Linked DNA regions of Rattus norvegicus: regions 1 and 3 are each linked to region 2. Evidence: chromatin contacts called from public Hi-C data. All regions are on one chromosome and are shown on one strand. Each heading gives the region's core, a stretch centred on a gene start, on an enhancer-like site or on the middle of the called end of the contact. The rest is flanking DNA. Distances are from core to core; before and after follow the strand shown.

Evidence for each region. Hi-C and Micro-C count contacts between places; a contact is called where the count stands out from the background.
Region 1: a Hi-C map of liver shows a contact between it and region 2, with 2.6 times the contacts expected there. The contact joins the promoter of Trpc4ap here to the promoter of Ggt7 in region 2. A contact is called at or near these places in 4 of 12 Hi-C or Micro-C datasets (frontal cortex, kidney, liver and 1 more) and 1 of 1 datasets of contacts at active chromatin or transcription factors (oligodendrocytes).
Region 3: a contact with region 2 is called in a Hi-C map of liver, with 2.9 times the contacts expected there. The contact joins the promoter of Procr here to the promoter of Ggt7 in region 2. A contact is called at or near these places in 9 of 12 Hi-C or Micro-C datasets (the A7r5 cell line, Schwann cells, frontal cortex and 4 more) and 1 of 1 datasets of contacts at active chromatin or transcription factors (oligodendrocytes).

Annotation. Positions count from the first base shown.
Region 1 is chr3:164,651,870-164,654,569 of GRCr8, reverse strand. Trpc4ap (transient receptor potential cation channel, subfamily C, member 4 associated protein) reads left to right here and starts at 1,447. Exons shown (of 19, transcript NM_001100748.1): 1 at 1,447-1,653. The coding sequence starts at 1,486.
Region 2 is chr3:164,460,369-164,463,068 of GRCr8, reverse strand. Ggt7 (gamma-glutamyltransferase 7) reads left to right here and starts at 1,439. Exons shown (of 15, transcript NM_130423.2): 1 at 1,439-1,619. The coding sequence starts at 1,451.
Region 3 is chr3:164,713,171-164,716,063 of GRCr8, reverse strand. It overlaps Procr (protein C receptor), which reads right to left and starts at 1,337. Exons shown (of 4, transcript NM_001025733.2): 1 at 1,141-1,337. The coding sequence starts at 1,210.

The sequences.
Region 1 (2,700 bases), core at 198-2,697, 190 kb before region 2:
AATTTTTCTTAACTTTAAAATTACATTCAAAGTGTGTGTGTGTGTGTGTGTGTGTGTGTGTGTGTGTGTAAAAGAGTGATTGATTGATTGATTGATTGATTGATTAGAGGGCAATTATTTGATTTGGAGGAATCATTTCTCTCCTTCCACCTATATGGGTTCAGGGGACCCAACAACTTAGGTCTCCGACAGTCTTGGCAGCCGGTGCCTCTACGCACTGACTTAGCTCTCCAGATCCTATTTTATTTGCTTTAAACTAGGCAACCTGGCAGTGATCTGCTGGAGGTGGGAGGGAGCCACACCTTGTAAGTGAGCATGAAGATGACAACCGCAGTCTAGTTGGCCTTGGCAGTGCTCATAAACTGTTGTTCCGCTGCAATTACTACATCATTCCACTCTTTAAAGACTTCTGGTTTGGGCAACAAATTGTATCCACCTTAGTTACAAGTAGCAAACTTCAAGGCATCCTAATTTGACACACTCAACTCTTCTCATTCTGTTACAAGATTACCTCCTAGAAGAGAAAGTGGAGAGAGAGAGAGAGAGAGAGAGAGAGAGAGAGAGAGAGAGAGAGAGAGTCTGCACAACCCTGCTACAGAGGTTTGTCCAAGCATGTGAATTCAGTTCTACTTGTGGGGAAAATTAGGGCAATGTTCTACTTCATAGGGGATCAGTTTGCCAATCCTGTCTCCTTGCGTTATTCCATTGAACATCATGGCTGTCATTGAACGACATAGACAATTGCTTTTATTTGTGTGGATTTGCTGTGGTCCCCTGAAATCCTCATTCCCTAACAGGGTCCTCTGCGTTTCTACTTGTCACCTCACCCTCCACCTCACCTGTCTATTCAGTGTGAGGAGTACAGCTGGTGCCTTTAGAAACTATTGACATCTGTAAATGAAAAATTTTTTTTGCCATTTTCTTCGAATAAGCCATAGCACATTGATGGTCCTTTATGTATCATTTACATAAAACATATTTGTTAATTCTAATAAAATATTAGTTGACTGATCCGGCTCCCAGGGCCTAAATATTGAATGGACTAAGGGCTAGGGGTAAAGTGCAGTGACTTGGCTAAAGTCAGTTGTAAACGGAAGAGGACATCTGTCAAGTGTCAACTCTGGCCTAGGGCCTAGAATCCTTCCCTGGCCACTGGGCTGCATCATTTCCCACTAGACGAAAAATTTGAGACCTTGTGCACGCAGCGACTGACCGGTCATCCACTTGGAGCAACCTCGTAGAAATGCTGGAAGTGGGACGTGGGAGAAAAATAAGTGGGTGGTCCAGGAAGAGCAGCATCTCCGCTACCTGCCCACCCTCCGCAAAGACTACAATTCCCATAAGGCCTTGGGGCACGTACAGCCCTTGCCACGCGGCTTGCACCTCCGCGTCAGTCCACTGGGGGCGATATAGAGTCCTCCGCCGCCCCGTAGAAATCGACGCGGCTTCGGGACCGCTTGCTTCCTGTTTGTCGGACGAGGAGACATGGCGGCAGCGCCCGCAGCGGCTGGAGCTGGGGCCAGCCGGGGGAGGCGGTCGGCCGCTACCGCGGCGGCGTGGGGCGGCTGGGGAGGTCGGCCGCGACCGGGTAACATCCTGCTGCAGCTGCGGCAGGGCCAGCTCACCGGCCGAGGCCTGGTCCGAGCGGTGCAGGTACGAGGCCGGCCCGGAGGGGCGGGGCGGGGCGGGCCAGGCTGGAGCTGGCCAGGGGCCGGGGAAGAGGCCTTTCCAGGCCGCTGCGGGACCGGCCAGATCCCCCTTGGCTGGCCGCGGCGCTGTCCTGTGTGCCGTCCGGACGCTGTCAGCCACGGTGGGACGAGGGGCAGCGGCCAGCTCGGAGGCCTGCGGGTCTGGGCCGAGTGGGATCGGACTGCCTGGGGTATTGATGGCGCGTATAATAAGCCCTGGGCCGAGTTTCTAGATCCTCATTTCCCTGCGCCACGTCTGCGTGTCTGGAGGACCTTGGCGAGTTGGCTTCATCTTCTACTGGTCTCGTGTTTGCCCCTTGTAAGCAGGTCGGGGTCCTCTTCACTGCAGCACCCCCGCCCCCCCAAACGGTTCCCAAGCCTATCATAAATGTCATCTTCTCAGAGGCCTCAACGTTCCTCCTCCTTTTCTAAAGTAGGCCCCCGTTGTTATTCTATCAGATCACCCAATTCCTTTTCTGTTGCACTATTTTCTTAGCCTGTAATTGCATATTTCTTTGTTGTCTGCCCTTTTCACGCCTTTCTCCCACATTAGGCTGAACTCCAACGGGTGCAGAAGACTGTTTTACTAACGTAGGGATACATGCTTTGGGGGAAGAACTTTAGTTCAAAGCCCTGTTCTCTTTCTTGCTTCGACAAGTTACCTTTTCAGGGCCGTAGTTTCCTTCTCTGATTCACCCTTTAAGGTTATTGTTAAATTCAGAGGAGATAGTCGTGTCAAGTGTTAGGGTATTTCAGGTGCATGTAAGGGCTGAAGGGTCATCAGTTATTGCTATATTTAATGCCTAGCTCATCTTTACACCAATTGATGTCCTATACATGTGGTGTTGGGGTGTATGTATGTCTGTTGAGGGGTATAGGACACAACCTTAGAATAAAGCAGGATAGATGACTTCTTTCACTTTTTCTTCGTTCTCCCAGGTGGACCCAGAAAACATTAGCTTAATTTCAAGATAGCTTTGTATATCGTTTTGAGGGATATATAAAGGACCAA
Region 2 (2,700 bases), core at 190-2,689:
TCCCTATAGATCTCACTAATAAGAACCTCTCTGTGGGGAAGAAGACATAAATAAGTTTGCCTATTGATCTGAAGACGGTCATCCCTTATTCGCAGCTCCACTGCCCAGCTCTGACACGCCATCCTTCCTAAATCCTTCTCCTGAAACTGTTCCCTATCTACTGCTGCCCCCTGCTGTCTACAAGTAACACGGCTGCTCAATGTTCCGTGGTAAATACTAAAACAGCTCAAGTCACGCTGAGCCGGGAGCCAGGGATCAGGAAAGAAAGGAGTATTGCATATCCACAGCTTCACCAACCCCATTTCCCTGTCTGTGGACCTAAGAGTAGAAGTTTGGACTCATAACTTTCATTCTTGGAGCTAGGAGAGCAGTTCCAGAGACGGGCTTGGCAAGCACCTAGGGTTCAGAAACCCGTTTTCATTCTTACCTTTCTTTCCCCCTCTTCTTTCTTTGCTTCTCCCCCGCCCTCCTCATCCTTTTCTTTTTCTTCTGATGCCAGGCGTCAACCCCTCACACAGGCAAGCACTCTACCAATGAGTTACTTCCTAAGCCCCTGTTCTTACCCCACTGTCCTGCTCTACCACACCATTGTTACTTTTCCTTTACCTCCAGAACCACATCAAGAACTCTTTAAAATGCCAAAGAACATTAAGGTTCCAAAGACCATGTTCAGGCCTACTAGGTCACATTTTCTGAAGTGGAATCTGAGGATTTGCTTCTAAAAGTCCTAAAGTTGGGAGTGGGCTTTCAGGAGGGGCCAATCTCCCATGCTGATACGTCAGGACGGTTCCAGAAGGAGTTAGGATTTAAAAGAGAAATGTGAGCAATTTGGTGGGGGCACAGAGAGGGATTCGAGATCGAAGGAGAGGTTCAAGAAGGTCTGCAAATGAAAAAGCAGTCAGGATGAAATAGGGGTTGGGGATTGAAAAGGAATCTTGGGTTGAAATGAAGGCAGACTCATAAGTTGAAAAGAACTCTGAGGGTTTGAAGAGTAGTCTTGAGAGGGGTCGGAGGAATAGTTTGAGATTAGAGGAGGAGAATCTTGGCGACCACAGAGAGATTAAGGGTTCTAAGAGGTGAGTGGTCATAAGATCTGAAGTCAAGGAGAAATTTGCGCTCAAAAGTCAGTCTGTGGTCCTAAACGCATATGGAATCTGAGCTGGATTCAGACAGGAAGGAGGAAAGACCGGGAATTGTTTGAAGATCTGAGAGTAGCGTCCTCTTCCTGGCAACCTTCCACTGTCCTCTGGGCTCCCATCCTCCTGCACCTGCCTGCAGGCTGCAAGCAATAGACTTTAAGCAGGCGGGGGCGAGTCAGACTAGGACACTGCTGAGGGTGGGGGCGCCCCCTCCCGGCTGTCCAGGAGCTCAGACCCCGCCCTCCGCCCTCGCACCCCCCCCTTCACTGCCACTTCCGGCAGGCTCTGCGCTGCTGGGGGTTAGGGCGAGGATGGCGGCAGAGAACGAGGCTAGCCAGGAGAGCGCCCTAGGCGCCTACTCACCAGTAGACTACATGAGCATCACCAGCTTCCCGAGGCTGCCCGAGGACGAGCCAGCGCCTGCGGCCCCGCTGAGGGGCCGTAAGGACGAGGATGCCTTCCTGGGAGACCCGGATACTGGTGAGGCCCTCTGGCCCCATCCCTGCCCCACCTTGGGGGGTGAGGGTGGGGGCTGGCGTCCTGGTCCTCCTCCTTCTGTTCTGAGCATCCATTTCCATTCTCCCATCTCCTTCATTCATCCGCTGCATCCTGGACCTCTCCCCTTCTCCCTCAGCCCTGTTAACTGTCTGGTGGGGAAAGGGGTATTTTTGCCTTAGAGGCGTAGGATGCGACACAGGAGAGGACGCAAGGACTGCAGCAGAAAGGACTATGATTACCTTTTAGGAAGAACCCATTGAGAAGGAAGGGACGCTGGAGGGGAGAGCCTATAGAACAGCTGTGATCACCTAGTAAAGGCTTGTCTCTAGCCACAGAGGACAGGATAGAGGAAACCAAGTAGGAGACTGCAGCAGGCGGGATGGAGTCTAGATCTTAAGGAGAACTTCACCACAGCCGGGGATTATGGGAAGCAGAGTGTCCGGAGAAGATCTGAAAAATCTATCTCTTCGTGTCCAGAGATGGGTAAAGAAAAATATGATGCCTCTCGGTCTGGGAATTGTGGGTATTGGGAGACAAGGGGATGGACTGCATGACCTCTCTAAGTCCTTGGGGACTACAGTGCCTTTGCTGCTCTGTGGCTTACCCTACCCCTTCTGGAGATGTGGATCTGGCCCGGATGTTAGTCAGGTTGATAGGAGCTTCTGGTCAGCAACAAGATCTGTGTTCTCAACCCTGTGCAGAAACTGAAGGAGATGGAGGTTGGGAAGGAAGCCGGGCTTGAGAGGGAGCTGGGGACCAAGAGAGCTCTTGGTGTTCCTTCCCTACTGCTCTCTCTCCTGTCCATGTGGTCCAGCTCTGTGATCCCCTCCATCCCCGAGCCTGCATCCCTCTGCCCTCTCTCCCTCAACGTCACTTCCTGGCATTAGAGCAGTCTTCTGCTTCCCTCTCTGACTTCCTCCTGGTGGTGCCTGCACTTGAGCTTCATCCCTTTCCGGACCGGAGGATGCTGCTCCAGCTCTTTCTAGCCTGGCTCTTCTGTTGTCACTCCTGTCCCGGCAACCGGAAATCCTCTCCCCTGCTTCCTGACCACCAAACCCCACCA
Region 3 (2,893 bases), core at 88-2,587, 250 kb before region 2:
GTACACACATTATTAACGTATGTATGCCTTCCTCCTAACGCTTTAACATGGTAGCTACTATTATTAACCTCTTGTGTATGGGAATCTGAGGCCAAGATAGTAAGGCAAACCACAATTTGAATCCTGGTAGCTGAAGTCAACCCGCCTGCCTATCTGAAGTCATTGCCTCCCCATAGGACATCTGTCCACAGGACAGATCTCAGGGTCTGGCCCCAGCTTGAGATCCACAGCAAGTTTCATTTTCTGATGAATCTCCGTGTTCAGTTTTACCAAATGGCTTGGAGTTCCTCATGCCAACTTTCGGCCACCATGTGAAGAGCTTGTCCGGGTTACTCTGCTGCCTTTGCTCTGCGTGGCAAATCTCTATGGAAGCTGGGTTTGATTATCTGTCTTCAATGCCCAGGAAAGGGCCTTGGCCATGTTGACATTGTAACTCCCTCCTACCTCCCACCCTGTTGAGTTTGAGAAGTTGCTTTCTGTGTTTGCAAGTGTGGATATGTCAGTAACCTTAGCAATGACCTTTAACTGTCCTGTGACCAGGTTTTCCCCTCTGTAACATCAATATGAAAATATTGCTCACCACGGATAAACGAGTCAATGTGTGTATAAAGTACAGTAGGCGCTCTAAATTCTGTCTCTCTGAGGGAGAGACAGAGGCTATAGGAAGTGGGGTGGGGGGGTGGGGTGGGGGGCGGGGGGCGGGGGGAGAGCTGGGCATCAACAGTGTCTGGTGATAATTCCCCCTCTCTGTTTAAGAGCTTCCTGCAGCCTGATCTTCTGACCCTGGCTCTTGGCCTCCCTTCTCCCACCTTACCTGCCCTCACCCCCTCATCTCAACCCCCAAACTTGTCTCTGCTTTCCTAGTGTCTCCCTATTCTGTCCATCTCTTCCTATCTTCCCTAGACTGACACTACTCTCCCTGTCGCCTCACCTCATTCTTACTCTACAGGTCCCTTCCAACAGCCTCCCCCAAGCCTTCTCTGCAGAGTTAACTGAACGTCCTCACCCTGTCTTTGAAATATGAGCCAAAGCCAGCAGCTGTGGACATCCAAGCTGTGTGGGTTAGAAGTCATGTCAAAGTTCCCCAATACACCAAGTCCCCAGAACACCCCCCAAGAAGGAGCCGTGACCCTAACTCACCATCGGAGTTACAAAAGGCGCAGCCAAGCAGCAGCAGCAGCAGCAGCAGCGACAGAAACTTCGTCAACATCCTGGAGCTGAAGTTCTGGGTCCCACCTGGGTCCGGGCAGGCTCGGGCTCCTGAGGTTGCTGATTAGGAAAGAGAAGGGCGGCTGTCCGGGAAGGGCGGGAGGGAGAGGGAAGGGTGGAAAGAGACCAGTGAATGCGTGGAGGAAGAGGGAGTCGGGCTTTTAAAGTGTTGCTTCGCTCTGTCTCATTTCCTACTAGGGGGCCGGCTCGCCTCGGCCCCTCCCAGCCGCGGGCCCTCCTGCCTGGACCTGCCCGTTTCTCCTCCCGCTGCTGGCTTCCGAGGCTAGAGGAAGAGCGGAAAAGGGGGAGAAAGGCTTGGTGAGAAGTCCGGTCGCCGCTGAGTCAGGGGGTGGGGCGTCTGCTTTCGATGTTGCCAACTCAGAGAATGTAGAGATGACGGGGAAACTGAGGTCCAGAGAGATGTAGGGATTTGCCCAAAGTTTGTACTTCGTGATGACGCCAGATCCAGGAATAGAATTTAGCTTTCCAGGACTGCTGCCTACATTTTATTAGAAGTTTAAGTACACAGGATTACCCAATTGGAGGAGAGGGGTTCTCAGAAATATGTAGCAGAGATTTGGGAACGATCTAGAGAAATCTCAGCATCGAGCAGGTCATAGTCATTTGGTGGCAATGACGTCACAGATTAGTATGTTTTTAAAAAATTTAGTAGGACAGAATAAGAAACCTGGTGCATTATTCTTAGTAAGCAATATTTCCTGAAATATGTGTTCACTTATATAAGGGCGTTTTGCTTTGTGCGTTTTCTTCTTATTTTTTTAAAAAGCGGGATCTCACTCTATCAGGCTGGCTTTGAACTCACAGAGCTCCAACTGCCTCCTGAGTGCTGGGATTAAAGTTATTAGCCACCATGCCCAGTCTTATGCATTTTTAAGTTGGTATGTACAGTAATGGGTTTCATTATGGCATTTTTTTCATACATTATGTCATTCTCCTGAAAGAATAAAGATTTTAAACTATCCCCCACTGACCCTGCTGTGAGGACAAGTGCACCTCACAAAAGAATAACATAACATGTTATGGAGAAGTAGTCCAGCCATAGACCACCTGGCCTCGATAAGGCCTGGCTCAGCATAAACCATCCTGCCTCGATAAGGAAGGCCTGGCTGAACATAAGCCATCTGGCCTCGATAAGGCCTGACTTACCAGTCCTGAGAAAAAAGAGTTGGGGTCAGCTCATCCAAGAGGCAGGGTGGCCTGAAGTTAGATCATGTGCGCCAATGTAAACAAACCAGTGAAATTGCTTTGCTTTGTGTGACTGTTGCCAACTACCTATGTAGTTTTCCCTATAAATGCCTTCCCCTAGTTGGGCTTGGGTCGACTCCTCTGTCTCCTGTGTGAGATACGTGTTGTCCCCAGAGCTCTGGTTCCTCAAATACACCTCTTGTTCATTACATCAAGACCAGTTTCTCTTGAGTTCTTGGGGTTTGCGTCGTCTTGAGATTTGAGTGGGGGTCTTCCCCACCCCACTGGTCTTTCATTTGGGGGCTCGTCCAGGATCTCATGACCACTCACAACTCCAAAGACCTTCTTGGAGGTAAGGGGGATCCCCAATTGTGTCTGAGTGTGTGGCCGCTGTCTGTGTCTGTTTCTGTTCTGGTTCTGGTTAGTATCTGAAAAGCGCTTTGGTTTTGCAGCTGCTTTCTGGAGCTGTGCGGAGGAC